3 separate regions of the Sus scrofa genome follow, and regions 2 and 3 are each linked to region 1. The links are chromatin contacts, called in public Hi-C and promoter capture Hi-C maps. All regions are on one chromosome and are shown on one strand. The core of a region is the stretch at or near the end of the contact, and the rest is flanking DNA. Distances in the headings are between cores, read along the strand shown.

What was found. Promoter capture Hi-C pulls out the DNA fragments that hold promoters and counts their contacts. A called contact is a pair of places that touch in the nucleus more often than the background predicts.
Region 2: a contact with region 1 is called in a promoter capture Hi-C map of fetal liver, with 4 times the contacts expected there. The contact joins the promoter of RTCB here to the enhancer-like site in region 1. A contact is called at or near these places in 3 of 5 promoter capture datasets (fetal liver, fetal skeletal muscle and liver), 16 of 47 Hi-C or Micro-C datasets (adipose tissue, alveolar macrophages, embryonic fibroblasts and 8 more) and 1 of 2 datasets of contacts at active chromatin or transcription factors (skeletal muscle).
Region 3: a contact with region 1 is called in a Hi-C map of retroperitoneal adipose tissue, with 3 times the contacts expected there. The contact joins two enhancer-like sites. A contact is called at or near these places in 23 of 47 Hi-C or Micro-C datasets (alveolar macrophages, brain, embryonic fibroblasts and 15 more) and 1 of 2 datasets of contacts at active chromatin or transcription factors (skeletal muscle).

The regions. Positions count from the first base shown.
Region 1 is chr5:12,070,350-12,075,102 of Sscrofa11.1, reverse strand. The region is part of intron 2 of SYN3 (synapsin-3); the gene reads right to left. Among named protein-coding and RNA genes, the nearest start is that of MIR9790, 44 kb to the right of the region's middle. Within about 2 kb of position 2,937, at least 35 of the 83 cell types and tissues checked have an H3K27ac peak or open chromatin away from gene starts, as enhancers often do. A contact at or near this core is called in adipose tissue, embryonic fibroblasts, fetal liver and 2 more, where this site is marked.
Region 2 is chr5:12,578,245-12,582,997 of Sscrofa11.1, reverse strand. RTCB (RNA 2',3'-cyclic phosphate and 5'-OH ligase) reads right to left here and starts at 2,705. Exons shown (of 12, transcript NM_001122986.2): 1 at 2,536-2,705. The coding sequence starts at 2,628. It overlaps BPIFC (BPI fold-containing family C protein), which reads right to left. Exons shown (of 18, transcript XM_005655521.3): 18 at 4,040-4,641. The coding sequence ends at 4,519.
Region 3 is chr5:12,481,358-12,486,110 of Sscrofa11.1, reverse strand. SYN3 (synapsin-3) reads right to left here. Exons shown (of 14, transcript XM_021091548.1): 10 at 2,884-2,986. Among named protein-coding and RNA genes, the nearest start is that of FBXO7, 42 kb to the left of the region's middle. Within about 2 kb of position 2,805, at least 19 of the 83 cell types and tissues checked have an H3K27ac peak or open chromatin away from gene starts, as enhancers often do. A contact at or near this core is called in embryonic fibroblasts, mesenteric adipose tissue and retroperitoneal adipose tissue, where this site is marked.

The DNA of each region.
Region 1 (4,753 bases), core at 1,688-4,187:
ATGTGTCACGTGGGAGAGGAGAAAGAGTACTGGAGGGGAGGACTGCAGACTCAGGTTCTGGTTCTGCCAAGTTGCTTTACCTCCCTGAATCCCAGTTTTAACCTCTGTAAAAGGAAGAGATTAATAACTACATGGTATGTTTCTAAACTTTTTTTTCTTTTTAGGGCCGCACCCATGGCATACGGAGGTTCCCAGGCTAGGGGTCGAATTGGAGCTGTAGCCACTGGCCTAAACTACAGCCACAGCAACGCCAGATCTGAACTACATCTGCGACCTACACCACAGTTCACAGCAACACTGGATCCTTAACCCACTGAGTGAGGCCAGGGATCAAACCCACATCCTCATGGATCCTAGTCGGGTTCATTAACCACTGAGCCATGAAGAGAACTCCCTATTTCTAAACATTATTTTAAGGATCAAAAGAGATAAAGAATCCCACATAAACAAATAGTGCAGAAGTAATTATGGATTTGAGTTAGACCCTATAGAATCTATAAAGGACTTATTAAATTGACCTATCCATCCCCTCATTTCTTTATTTGTTCATCTGTCCAATGAAGCAGACCTCATTTGTCTTTTGTCCATCCATCTATCTAACCACCCTTCCATCACCTTTCCTCCCACCCCCTACTTCTGTCTCCCCATAATCAGTAAATGACATCCCACCTAACCAGCCTCATACAAAGGGAATCTTTCACATAGTTTGTGAATTTTATCATGAATCCTTAAAGGTAGTGCTGATAAACCCCAAACACTGGGATAAGCTCATCTCTAATGTTTGTAGGGCCTGAGGCAAAATAATAAGTAGAAGCCTAGGTATCACAAGCCTAATATCTGAAATTTCTAAAGCCAGGAAACATTTAAATAAAATGTCTACCTTCCTTCCTTGACCAATACAACTTCATAATGACCTGGAAGGGTCAGAGTTTAAACTTCTCAGAATTCTTGGAGATATACCCAGAGTATGGTGGCATGAGAGTTGCCAGCTCTTGGTTGCCATCATCCTCCCTAATTCTCCTCCCATCCTCCTCTCTGCATCACTGGGGCTTCTTGTGCACACTTATGGGTAGCCCAGCCCAGGTGGCCAAGCTTCATCTCCTCACTCACACTCTCATCAATAGTTTTTTGGCCATGTCTGGGGAGGATAGATCAGGGAACCGGCCTGGAATTGGGCCTGGGTCCCTATGGGAAGTGAATTCTACAGTTCTGGGTACCCACTGCATGATCTCAGGGTGCAATCTGCAGGGTCCTCCTTTGCTGTCAGAAGGGGCATGGCTAGTAAGGCCAGAGCAGGACTCAGGGCAGGGGTCCCTGCGGCTTGGGTTTAGAACTACTGGATGATCCTGGGACCTCAGGATGGTATCTAATGAGTACATTCAATGGTGTACCGGAAAAAGCATGGATCTAGGACCACAGAGGCTTGGGCAAAATCTTAGCTCTCTAGCTTACCCATGGCGTACTCTAAAACGTACTTAACCCCTCCAGGTCACAGCGTCCTCATTTGTCAAGTGGTGATAACATCTACCAGCCAAAGTGTGGTGAGAAATTCACTAGATCCTCCCCACCCGTGGTACTAAGTAGAGTGTGTGGACCACCCGACATGATCCCAGCATCACCACTCGCTCGCTGTGCAACCTTGGGTAACTCACTCAGCATCCATGTGCCTCAGCTTCCACATCTGGAAAGCCGGGATAATCACAGTAATTATTCCACATGGATGTTAAATGAGGATTAAATGAGACACGACGTACAAGGCACTTAGAATGGTTCCTGGCACATAGTAAGCTCCAAAGTATACAGCCCAGGGCCTGAAACAGAATTGACAATGACAACAAAGAACCACTGAGTGTTTACTCTGTGGCTCCGGGCGCCATGTGCAGGGACCCCAAATGTAATCTTTACCCTTATGGAGGTTACAGAATGGAACACCTCATGTTGATCTGTCCCATCAGTGCAATAAGTGATTGATGATGATGCTGACGATAAACAGGTGGCACTGGCATAGAAGGCCTGCGCACCCATCATATCCCTCCTCCTATTGACCCCAGTGTCAACCCCTAGGAACAGTAGGGCTGGGACCAGTCCCCACAAGCTCAAAGTCACACAGAGCCCCTAAGCAGCAATGGTGAGGCAGATCTTGTGCTTTAAGATTTTTAGGATTCGGTCCAGACCCTCTAGGTCCTTCATAATCTGGACCCTGCTGACCTATGGCCCATGTCTTCTCCTGTTTTCTGTTCACCTCATGAGCACACTCAACTTCCTGTGACTCCTGTGCTTGTAGGATTCTGAGTCTTTGCATGTGCTGCTGTCTCCTCTGCTTGGTTACCTCTTTCTGTTTCCTTGAAAGCACCCCCCTAACAAGGCTGGGTTCGTATTCCTCCTCTGAGCTCCCATGGGGGCTTTGCTTAACAACCCTATAACACATACCACTCCGTGTTGGAATCACATGTTGTTTGCTGTCCCCTGCCCCCACAAACCTAGTCTGTGAGCTCCTGGAAACCCGAAACCGTGTCTCAGTGCTCACTGAATCCCCAGTATCCGGCACAACGTGCCAGGGCACAGGCACATGTCTAAGGAATGTTTGCTGACTGGGTAAATGAATAATGTTTCCAGGGAGAGGCCATGGGGCATCCCCTGCTCCAGGTGCTCTACTGCCATCTACTGGTACACTGTTGTAACACACAAATCCACACCCATCACAAAGTGGGGTCACCATTCAGGGTCCAACATGCACAACCAGCAGCCCTTAACGTGATCCTAGCTGGGAACCCAGAACATGCTGCCCTACACCAATACCACCCAAGCAGCTCTGGCCTCCATGGGCCTCACCTTCCCAGGAAAAACACTTGTTTGGGCAAGAAACACTTGCCCATCTCTGGAATGTTTACTGCAGGGCCTGCCAGACGGACTCAGGCTGAAGCTGAGGGTCAGGCGGTCCATCCCCCTGCCTGGCCGGGAGTCAGAAGTCTGTCTCCTGACAGGCCACACAGACTGCTGCCTCCTTGCCTGGGGCTCATTCAGGCTTGAGCAGCCTCTGAACAGTTCTGTCTGGCAGAGGGAAGGGTAGGGATGGTCTGGAATTCTAGATGCCTTGGGGGCTGGGGTTGCTGCCTCTATAATTGCCTGGCTATTTGACCTCAGGCAAAATGGATGACCCCACTGTGCCTGAGGGCTCTGTTTCCCTCATGCAGGCCTCTTCCTAATGCCCTAATATGTTATCCTCATAATGAGCTCCCTGAATACGCAGGCCAATCAGTCAAGTCCTTGGCCTTGGGAAGGGGTGGGGGGGAGCTCTTGATTCTATAAAGCTTCCATCTCTGTGGGTGGTCTCATATTTTACTGCCACATCAGAGGCACCAGGAAGGAGAATATTATAAAACCAGTGCTGCCTGGGGTGGGAAATCCCTGGTTTGGGGAGGCGGGATGTGGTGTGTGAGCAAGATTTATGGGGAGAGATACCGAGCTCTTTCATGGCTGTAGCAGGGGCAGAAGGAAGAGGAAAATTAGCACAAACAGGATCCACCTGTGTCCAAGCAGCGTCTTTCTAATAAATCCGTCTGGGATGGAGAGTCAGTGTGGCTAGGCCTTGGCGATGCCCTTACCAGGGAAGAGGGGTCAGGAAAGTTCTGTCTCAGGCAGAGCCCTGCCTGTTGGGGGGGTAGCGGGGGGCAGGGAGGCAGGGATCCAGCTCTAGAAACAGATTTTCATGTTTCTGATGCAACTGCAACATGTCCGTTGCACATTTGCAGCCTGGACAGAGCTGGGGGAGATGGATGACAGACCCCATAGGAGAACTCTGAAGGTGGACACCCTCAGGGTTTTCCCAGTTAGCAAGATGAGGAGGGGCACATGCCAGGTTGGATGGGTGGAGGTGTGGCAAAAGCAGGGCCAACTCAGAGATACAATTCTAGCTCCATTTATTTACTCCCAAGAATAACTAAAACTCCTGGTCCCCTCCCACTCCCAGATGGGGCCCACCAATGACAGAACAGCCTTGTCATACCTCTTTGCAACTGGGGGGCTCCAGTGAGTTAGAATGGGGGGCACCCTCTGAGGGTAACAAGGCTCCTCATTCCTGCACAGGGATCTGTGAAGGTAAGGTTGGTCAGACTAGGGTCCCAGGCCACAGGATGTGCTGAGGTCTCCCCACTGGTTTCTGATAGCAATAAGGAAGACTTGTATGGGCAGGTGTCTGGTCACAATCACATCATTTATTCACTCCCTCATTTAACCACTATTTACTGAGCCCCGTAAGGACTAGGCACCCTACTAGGCTTGGGGAGGGGAGATTGATACAGTCTCTGTTCTTGTGGAGCTAACAGGCTCTTGGAAAAGTCAGGAAACTAACCAGATGAAAAGAAAATGATGAATGCAATGAATGAGGTTAAAGGTAGGATGTGGGAGCAGGGAGATCTGACCTGGGGTGGTTGTACTAACGCTTGTACTAACCATCTACTGTGTGCCAAAACCTGCAGGCTCTAAGCAAACAGGGAAGATCACTCAGTTCTCGGCCTCAGGGGGCTTACTACCTAATAGCAGGGAGAGACCCATAAAGAGCAATGAACCACTCAGCCCACAGAAATGGACTCAGCCCAGTCTGAGGGCCTGGGCTGCTTCCTTGGCAAAGTGGTCCAATTTATCCATCCATCCATCCATCCATCCATCCAATATTTGGTACGTATCCTTTGCCAGGACCAAAGGCTGCCAAGATGAATCTGAGAAGGTCTGGATGTGTGTGTATTTGTGTGAA
Region 2 (4,753 bases), core at 1,456-3,955, 510 kb before region 1:
AAGGAGCTTCCAGTCTAGGATGCATCCCAGACTAGAAACGTAGAGTGCGATGAGGCAAGGGCTATATTAAAAGTACAGCGTACTACAGAAGAATCTGATGAAGAAGGGGCTCAAGAGTCTAGGGCAGTGGGGGTTTACAGTTTGCTTACTTTCTGCAAACATCATTCGAGCTGGCTTTTTAAAGACAAGAGACAATATTGGAGAAGCAACACATTTAGGAGCTGAACGGAAAGATGACATAAAGATGGGAAAGAAGTGTTCTTAAGGAACGAAGAGGAATTTTTAGTGCAGCACATGGGTCTTCCAGGAGGATGGAGATTAAGTAAGAGATGAGAATTTTAATCGTGGAATTCACTATTCTTAAGAGAATGGGAATACAACTCAAGCCTAGTATAAAGGTCAGTAACTTTTTCCTTTTTTGGTCTTCTTAGGGCTGCACCCATGGCGCATGGAGGTTCCCAGGCTAAGGGTTGAATCGGAGCTGTAGCTGCTGACCTACACCACAGTCACAGCAACTTGGGATCTAAGCTGTGTCTGTGGCCTACACCACAGCTCACGGCAACACCAGATCCTTAATGCACTGAGCGGGGCAGGGATCGAACCTGTGTCCTCATGTATACCAGTCAGATTCATTTCTGCTGAGCCACGAGGGAAATCCAAGGTCAGTAACTTTTTAAGAGCAAAATATCAAGATTTCAACTCTCCATTCCCAAAGGAGAAGTGGTAATAGGGTTCAGTTAAACCAGAGCTACCTAGCACGATCAAACCTGCTCCTATGGAGAATTAGCAGTATATGTGCACCAGAAGTTAAGCCAGAATTGCTGCCAGACCATGACAGTGTGTGTTATAATCCTCTTGATGATCATAGGCCTTTTTTTTTTCCTTCTTTTTTTTATGGCCACACTTGCAGCTATGGAAATTCCTGGGCTAGGGGTTGAATTGGAGCTACACTTGAGGCCTATGCCACAGCCACAGCAACACTAGATTTGAGCCACATCTGTGACCACAGGTTGTGGCAATGCTGGATCCTTAACCTACTGAGCAAGGCCAGGGACGAAACTGCATCCTCACGGAGAGAGCACTGGGTTCTCAACACGCTGAGCCACAATGGGAACCTCAATCATATGCTTTTGATTTCCTACTTTTTATTCAAAAACCAAATTCCATAAACAGAAACTGGCCAAATGAAAAACAGAGCGAAAGGGAGCTTTACGAGTATGGACCTTTTCCTTCCCTTAGCTAAGTGCTTTGCACATAGGGTGACATGCAGTAAGTTTTAATACTGAGTAAAAGGGTGGAGTGGCTATTAGGAACTTTTACCAAGATGCAGGATCACAAATCTTTAATAGCCTTGCAGAATACCTTAAGGGATTTCAAAGCTATCTAACAACATATGCACCAAAACCTCACAAATGTCTTCTTTCCTCACTTTAACGGAAAATAATCAGCACAAACTGGCAAGGAAGTCCAAGAGAAAGAGAGCCTAGGCTTTCAAATTCTCTGGTATTGGGCTCCCAAGTCTGCACTGGGGAATGTATCATCCTGTCAGAGGAAAAAGAAGTGAAGTGGACATCAAGTCTTAGCAGATCTTGGAGTTCCCGTTGTGGCTCAGCGGGTTATGAACCTGACTAGTGCCCATGAGGATTTGGGTTCGATCCCTGGCCTCGCTCAGTGAGTTAAGGATCCAGCGTTGACAATGAACTTTGTGGTGTAGGTTGCAGATGTGGCTCGGTTCTTTGGATCCCCGTGTTGCTGTGGCTATGGCTAGGCCAGCTGCTGCAGCTGCGATTTGACCCCTAGCCTGGGAACCTCCATATGCCGCAGATGCGGCCCTCAAAAGACAAAAAATAAAAAATAAAAAGTCTTAGCAGAGCTTCGCTACATGAATAAAGCAGGCTGTGTAACCAACTGATCGAGGCCCTTCTGTGAAGTGCATATTACAAACAAACAACCCTGCCCAGTGAACTCTCTAGGCTGTTGTGAGAAGCAAAATCGTTATATTAAAAACCAATATGTCAATTACAAAAAACAAAAACACCAACACAGAGCAGTGAATGCTAAAAATATGGTTCAGCGAACAAAGGTCTGTAAACGCTAAATAAAAGATCTGCATGACTCAGGGGAGCTAGAGATCAGTTCCAGCAACTCCACCCTGGAGACTGGCCTCCTAGTAAAAGACCACTAAAGTCTCTAAGGCTCAGGAGTGGAATGCATCTTAGGGAGCGTTTATGAGGCTTCTATGCGAAAACACTCTGCAAAGCCCAATTTCTTATTTACTCGGATTCCCTAGACTACTCCGCTTAGCTGGTCCTCTCGACTGGGGACCTCTCCAGCCGGGCGGTGGTGACCGGAGGCTGCAGGGTGAGGTGGGGTGAAAGTCGGGGGATGGGAGGAACTCTGCTGGGGGCGGGGCGGGGGCACCCCGGCGTGAGAGGTTCGAAGGGGGTCGCAGGAGGCCTGGTCAGGCCGGCAGGGAGGCGCCGCGGGTGCCGAGTCAGGGAGGCCCCGGCACTGAGTCCTGTTCCCCCGCCTCACCTGCATGTTGGGCACGAAGCCCTTCTTGATTCTCCAGCAGTTTTTATTGATCTTTTCCAAGAACTGCAGCTCATCGTTATAACTGCGACTCATGGTGGCGACAACCGCAACAAAAACTCCCGGCTTCGCTTTGAAGAGCGGCTGCCGCGTTGTCCGGCGGAACGAAACACCGCCTTCCGGTACTCAACGCGCAGGCGCGGCGGCTCCGCCGCAGGATGGGCGACGGCAGCTGCCGAGGCTCAAATCTCGTCGCCTAATCGCTTTTCTTTCTTTTTTTATTTTGGGTCGTTTCGTTAGACTGTCCTCTAGCGTTTACCTTTTTGGATGTTGACTTGTCATTCTCTTCTAATCGAAAGCTAAGCAAAATCCAGTCGTTTTTAGTATGATCTAGTTATCCTTCGTTTTGGAAGTGCTTTGCAGCCCTGGAAAACACACTGAATCTGGATCAGGTCCAACTGTTTAATGAATCCATCTGCTTGGCATTTATACCCTAGCCGTGAGGGGAAAAGAGATGCTGCAGCTGAGATAGAGAAACATGTTTAAGTAAACGTCACGATGGAATATTTGTAACGTTTCAGAATGAATTTGCGAGCACATCGAATAACGTTTCTGTCAGAAAAGCGCACTCCGAAGAATGAAACGTGACAGTTATCATTTATTCCAACCACACGGACGGGGGCATCTATTAGGGCCAGATGTGCCAACAAAGAGGGGTAAATGGCAGTCCCTGTAGACTTCCCAGTTTAGCCTTCCTTGATGACTAATTGCTCTGGGATCGTGCTTTTATACGCAGTGTCTCGTCTTCCCAGTAATCACTGAGATTTAAGTGCTTTCAATTTCTAATCCTACCTCATATTAAAGAACAGCGACTTTGGAATCAGAAAGGCTTGGATTGAATTTTTTACCTCTGCTGTTTACTGGCTTTGTGTGATTCCTCTCTTTTAACTTTTGTTTTCTTATCTGTTAAATGAGATCATAGGTCTTCACAGAGTGGATGTGGGATTAAATGAAATGACACCCTGGAAGTAATGGGCATAGGGCTTGGTAAACCCTCCAGGAAACAGCTCTCTTCCATTAACCCACGGGATTGTCAGCATCACAAAAGCAAAGTTTGTGGTTTCTATTCATTTCTTAGGTTACCCATACTGGTTCCCCTTTCTACCTCTTCTGCCCCAATTTCGCCCCATTGATTGGGTGCTCTAATAACATTAATCAAACCTGACTTATCTAGATTTAGTCCTCTGCACTGCCATTTCACTTAGTTTGGGATGGAAAACAACCTAAAACTTAAAGAAGTGACAGAACTTCCAGAGTTTCCTGTGATCACTCTGATTCTCACGGGAAGCATTTAAGAGACACCGTACTATGTTTTTAAATTAAGCCCTGAAATCTATACAAACTCAGCTTATGTCAACGTTTAGGACACTAAATTATCTTCCTCCTTCCCTATCTTATTTTATAAAAAAAATCCCAGGCAGAAAGTTTTGCAAATAAAAAGACGAAGTTGACATTGTTAGAAAACGATTTTAATTAAATACAGGGGACAGTAACAGTAAATATAAAACATAAAATCCAACATGTAGGGAAGGGGGAGCCTTAGAGAGCTGAAGGGGTTGGAGGGACCTCCTCTGATAACAAAAGATGCAAATCTGTATTTGAGAGTTTCTCACGAGCCTCCTTACAAGTACATGCTTCACTCTTGGCCTCAGAATCTTATAGAAAGAGGAACACACAACATGCACGCAAACATGAACACACATTCACCCCCCCCCACACACCACACTCACATGGGAACACACACACATCCTGATTTAACTCTTTTACCCAGTTTGCCTCCCTCTATGTCCCTGGCTTGAAAAAGAAAACTTCCAGCAATTCGCAAGAACTTTACAATTCCAGTGTGTACTGTCTTCCTGCTCTGGGGTTACAGGAGCTGTGGGATTAAGGGCCATTTACTTCCCAGAATGGACTCCAAACAGGCAGTCAAGGGGCTGGCTTTCCCCTCCACTGTCCACTTATTAGGTTCAGACTTTCCCAACCATGGAAACTTGGCTGCTGCTTTAAGGACGTTTCATACTTCAGGTCGGTGGAAATCAGAAGGAAACCCTGAAAGGGAGGCAACAATGAAGATAATGTCAAACTTGGGGCCCCTGCAGGACATCTGGGTTTGCCTGAGGGGTGAGGGCAGCGTGGTTTCTTCACCAGGTTCTCCTGTGCC
Region 3 (4,753 bases), core at 1,556-4,055, 410 kb before region 1:
CAATGTTTCTGAAAGAAAAAAAGAAAATCTAAAAAGTCATTTTCCCCTCCCTCCTGTAACATTTTTGGAAGATGTTTTCTTGTTTTTTAAAGTCCAAACCCACTTTTTTTTTCTTTTATTTTAATGTGAAAGGTCTTTCATTCCTGACCCTCTGAATGTCTGGAGGTAGGGAGCCTTGGCCCCTCGGGTACAAATTTTTGTTTCCTGAGAGGGAATTTTGAGGAAACTCAGAGATGCAGGAGCTCTTGAGGGCAGAGATAATGCTGAAGCAAGACAGAAGGGGCTGCACTCCCAGGAGGGAGGGGAAGGGAGTGCAGGGGTCCTTCATCTGCTGATTGCCTCTCGCCTCCCAGGTGGAAGCTCTAAGGGACAGTGTCTCTACTATTGTGTTCACTGCTGTATCCCCGTCACCTGGCTTGGGGTCTGGTGTCCAGAGCAGGGGCTCAATAGCGGATGAATGAATGGATGAATGAATCCATGACTGCATGTGTGCCAAAGCTGTGTTCATGTCTGGTGGTCTCTGTGCAGAGATGCAGAGGCAGGCGGGCCAGGAAGGGTCTCAGGAGAGGCAATACCCCCAGTATTGGCCTGCAGCTCCCAGGCATCCTCAGGAAGGTGGGAGCCTTCTTCCTCCAGGGAGCAGCCTGGCGCTTGCTTAGAAGCAAGTACACAGGCCAGCAGTTCAGCTCCTTCAATGTCCTCTGAGGAGGGGTTGGTGAGGGGACTTGAGGGGAGAGCTATTTTCTAGAGCAGGACTGAACCTGCAAGTATAGATGCAACTCATCCTTGGAAGCTACCTGGTCTTTCTGGGGTGGGTGAGTGTGGGCAGAGGAATGGTGTCCACCCTAGACTCCCTCCCCTTCACTTCCAAGCTGGCTCCTCCCTAGGCTGGAGTATGAAGGCCCGCCTGGCATGGCTGGGGGCGAACAGCAGGGCTCCCATCCATGGAGTCACCTGGCCCTGCCGCGCTGTGGGTCCTGGGTGTGGAGCAGACACGCGGGGATGGAGGACTGGCTGGCTCCTGCGGTCACCCCGGCCATGTGCTTCCCATTAGCCGCCCACACCCCAGGGAGGGGGGCAGCCGCAGGGCTCTCCCTCACGTGTCTTGGCCTTGTGTCAGCACTGCCTCTCTGCTGTGGTTTGAGGAGAAGGCCATGGAAGGGAAGTGCCGTAAGGAGCTCTGGGGGGTGTGAGTGTGGAGTGGCGAGGCTAGGGAGGGAAGGGAGAACTCTGAGCCAGAGGGCATTTTCAGAGGAAGCAATGGAGAGCCTTGGGCTGGGGTGGTGGGGGCAGGGGACAGGGGGCAGGGAAAGGGAGTTAGGATGGGACATGGAGACTGTGAAGTGAGGAAGGACATGGGGAGCCATGGAGGAAAGAGGGGGACTGTGGCATTGGGGGAGGCAAGGGAGGATCCACGGAGGGGAGAGAGGGATTGTGGGATTGGGGGGAGGCATGGGGGGAGTCATGGAGGGAGGGGGGATTGTGGGATTGGGGGGAGGCATTGGGGGGAGTCATGGAGGGAGGGGGGATTGTGGGATTGGGGGGAGGCATGGGGGGAGTAATGGAGGGAGGGGGATTGTGGGATTGGGGGGAGGCATGGGGGGGAGTCATGGAGGGAGGGGGGATTGTGGGATTGGGGGGAGGCATGGGGGGAGTCATGGAGGGAGGGGGGATTGTGGGATTTGGGGGAGGCATGGGGGAGTCATGGAGGGAGGGGGATTGTGGGATTTGGGGGAGGCATGGGGGAGTCATGGAGGGGAGGGGGGATTGTGGGATTTGGGGGAGGCATGGGGGGAGTCATGGAGGGGAGGGGGGATTGTGGGATTTGGGGGAGGCATGGGGGGAGTCATGGAGGGGAGGGGGGATTGTGGGATTTGGGGAGGCATGGGGGGAGTCATGGAGGGGAGGGGGATTGTGGGATTGGGGGAGGCATGGGGGGAGTCATGGAGGGAGGGGGATTGTGGGATTGGAAGAGACATAGGGGGAGCTATGCAGGGAGATGGGGACTGTGGAGCCAGGAGAGACATGGGCAGCATGGAGGGGAGATGGGGATTGTGGGACTGGAGGAGGCTGGGGCCTCTGGAGGGAGAGGGGCATTGTGGGATTGGGAGAAGGTGGAGAGGAAGTTGTGGGGGTGTGGGGAGGGTGATGAAAAGACTACAGAGACCTGTAGGCAACAGCTCTGGAGGACATCAGGAACTGTGGGCCTGTGGGATGCATGGGCTGCAGGAAGTTGAGGGGGAGAGTCTGGGACTCCGAGCCCCTTTGAGCCTCTCTCTTACAATTAATTTTCCTTCTATCACGCTCCGTTCCTAACCTTCAGCGCCCTTACTTGTTTACTATTCTTTCCTGCCGGCCTGTCCACCCCATGTCTGTCTTGCTTACTGGCTCTGTCTCCTGAGCTCTCCCACACCAAGCCTAAGGGAACTCCTGAGTACATGTTTGTTGAATGAACAGATGATGGAATCTCTGCATGGTGACCAGGGAAGTGTGCCCTCTTTACACACTTGGACACTGAGAAAATAGAAGAGGCCCAAGGAGACAGAATCTTGCCAATTCTTAGCTACTGCTCTTCTCCTACTGTTGGGGCCACAGGTTGCAGAAAACTGCCAAACCTCCTGCCTAGAGCTCTGGAGGCTCAGCTCAGAGTCCCTGGGCGCAAAGGCTTTAGATGTGGCCAAGGGTGGGGACTGGGGGGTGGTAATTGAAGGTGGTGGGTGAGAAGCCTCTGGGAGTCACTTGCTGAGGCCTTGGCACCATGTGCCCCAGCCATGGGCTAAGACACAGCTGACCACGCTGAAGGCCACACTTGGACTCCTTCCCACTGACGTGCCTCCCTGGGAGTCCAGCCAGGCCAGGAGGAGCTCCTCCTTCACCTCTCACCTCAATGATGTAATCTCTGCCATCCTTGCTGTGGACAGCCTTGACAGCACAGATGTCCAGGCCCCCAAACATCTCTGAGCAGCTGTCCACCCACAGCCTGTACCTGCAGGGAGGGACAGACAGTGAGCATGTGGAATGGGGAGCAGGAATGGGGAGCAGGGACAGGGAGGAGAGGAAGAGAGGCAGACAGAGGTTGGGAGAGACACAGAGAGATGCACACAGAAGAACAGGCCATGAGACAGGTAGCGACACACATACGCCCATTCAGAGATGGAGAGAGACAAGACATAAGAGACAGAGAAGCAGCAAGAGAAACAGAAAGGCAGAAAGACAGAGACACAGGCAGTAGGAAAGACAGAATGGGTAAAAAGGGAAGCAGAAACACAGATGGACAGTGAGAGAGAGAGAGACAGAGAGGGAGAGAGACTAGAAAGGGAGCTAGGAAGGCAGGGTAGAGGAAGGATGAGGGGGAGAAGGAACAAGAGTTGGGAGAGATCTCTGTGAACTGAGCCTACCCCTCTAGCACTTTGCTGGCTCCCCAGTAATAGGGAGCTTGCCCTACTCCCATCTGGAGCTGTCTTGGATACCCAGCTTCCCTGAAACCCTTTTCCCTTGGGAATCCTGCGTGAAGGGACCTAGGAATCTCTCCGGGGCCACCCTCCCAGCCCCAGCCTATGGGGACAAAGGGCTCATTCTCTCCCTGTGGGGATGGAGGCAGGGGAGCCTGGCAGGCTGCGCCTCCCTGGTCTGGGGGCCTGGCCCTCTGGACCCACTGCTTTTGTTCCCTTTCCAGCCACTCGATGGCTGCAAGGCCCGTTTGCTTTGCAGAGAAAGATCTCAGCGCTGGACTTTGACCCTACAACAAGGGGATGGTTGTATCTGGAGAAGTTTTCCCGGCCTGGCACTTGGCTTCCCTTGTGGTGGCTGGATTTGGACTCACAGGGGACTTTGTGTCAATGTTCTTGCTTCTCTCCCCACTCTGCAGGGTCACACAGGGCAGGCCTGCTCTGAGATCTATTTGTGTCTGAGCCATAATCCTGGAAGGAGGAAAGATCCTGGCTGAAGTGCTCCCAGAACCAGCTTTGGCATCCCATCTGCTAATGCCCTTTGAGGCACTGCAGGCACTGCCCATGAATTTGCAGAAATTCCAGGCTTGAGTAGACTATTCCCATGGGAGGCTCCTGCAGGGATGGCCCATGTGGCTTGGTACCGAGCAGAGCCAGGGAGATAGTGACCTGCTGGAGACATCTGTCCAGCTTATGAGGCACTGGGGAAGGCTGGGCTCACATTCTGGAAAGGCCATGGAGAAAAGGGCTGTGACTGTCCCATGAATGCCCACTGGGGGAGGCATGTGACTGCCCCAGACCAGGTGATTCAGTTGTGCCAGGTAATGAGCGCAGCTCCCCTGGTGAGACTAGTTAGCATAGGTGGGTACCCACCTTGAAGGTGGCAGCTGCCACCTGGGATTGACAGGAAGGGAAGGAAGCCAACATTTAGTGTCCCTCCCTGCCATGAGCCAGCGCTGGCTTAGGTACTGAACATTCCTCTCTCATTCCTCTGACTTGGGTATGTTACTTCCAATTTATAGTTGAAGAAGTTCAGAAAGGGTTGTTAACTTACCCTATGTAACACAGCTTGGAAGGGGCAGGACCATGCATTTTCATTCATGATACATTCTCAACTTAGAGCCCTGAACTGGAAGTTCCATGAGAACAGTGACCCTAAGTCTCTCAGTCGCTGTTGCTATAGTGGGGTGGTCCCACTTCAATCTCTAGGGCCAGAGACATGACATAGGCCTATCTTATCACAGCATTGCTGCTTTCTGGGCCATAGTGATTGGTTCAGGGATGGTCATGTGATCGAATCCAGG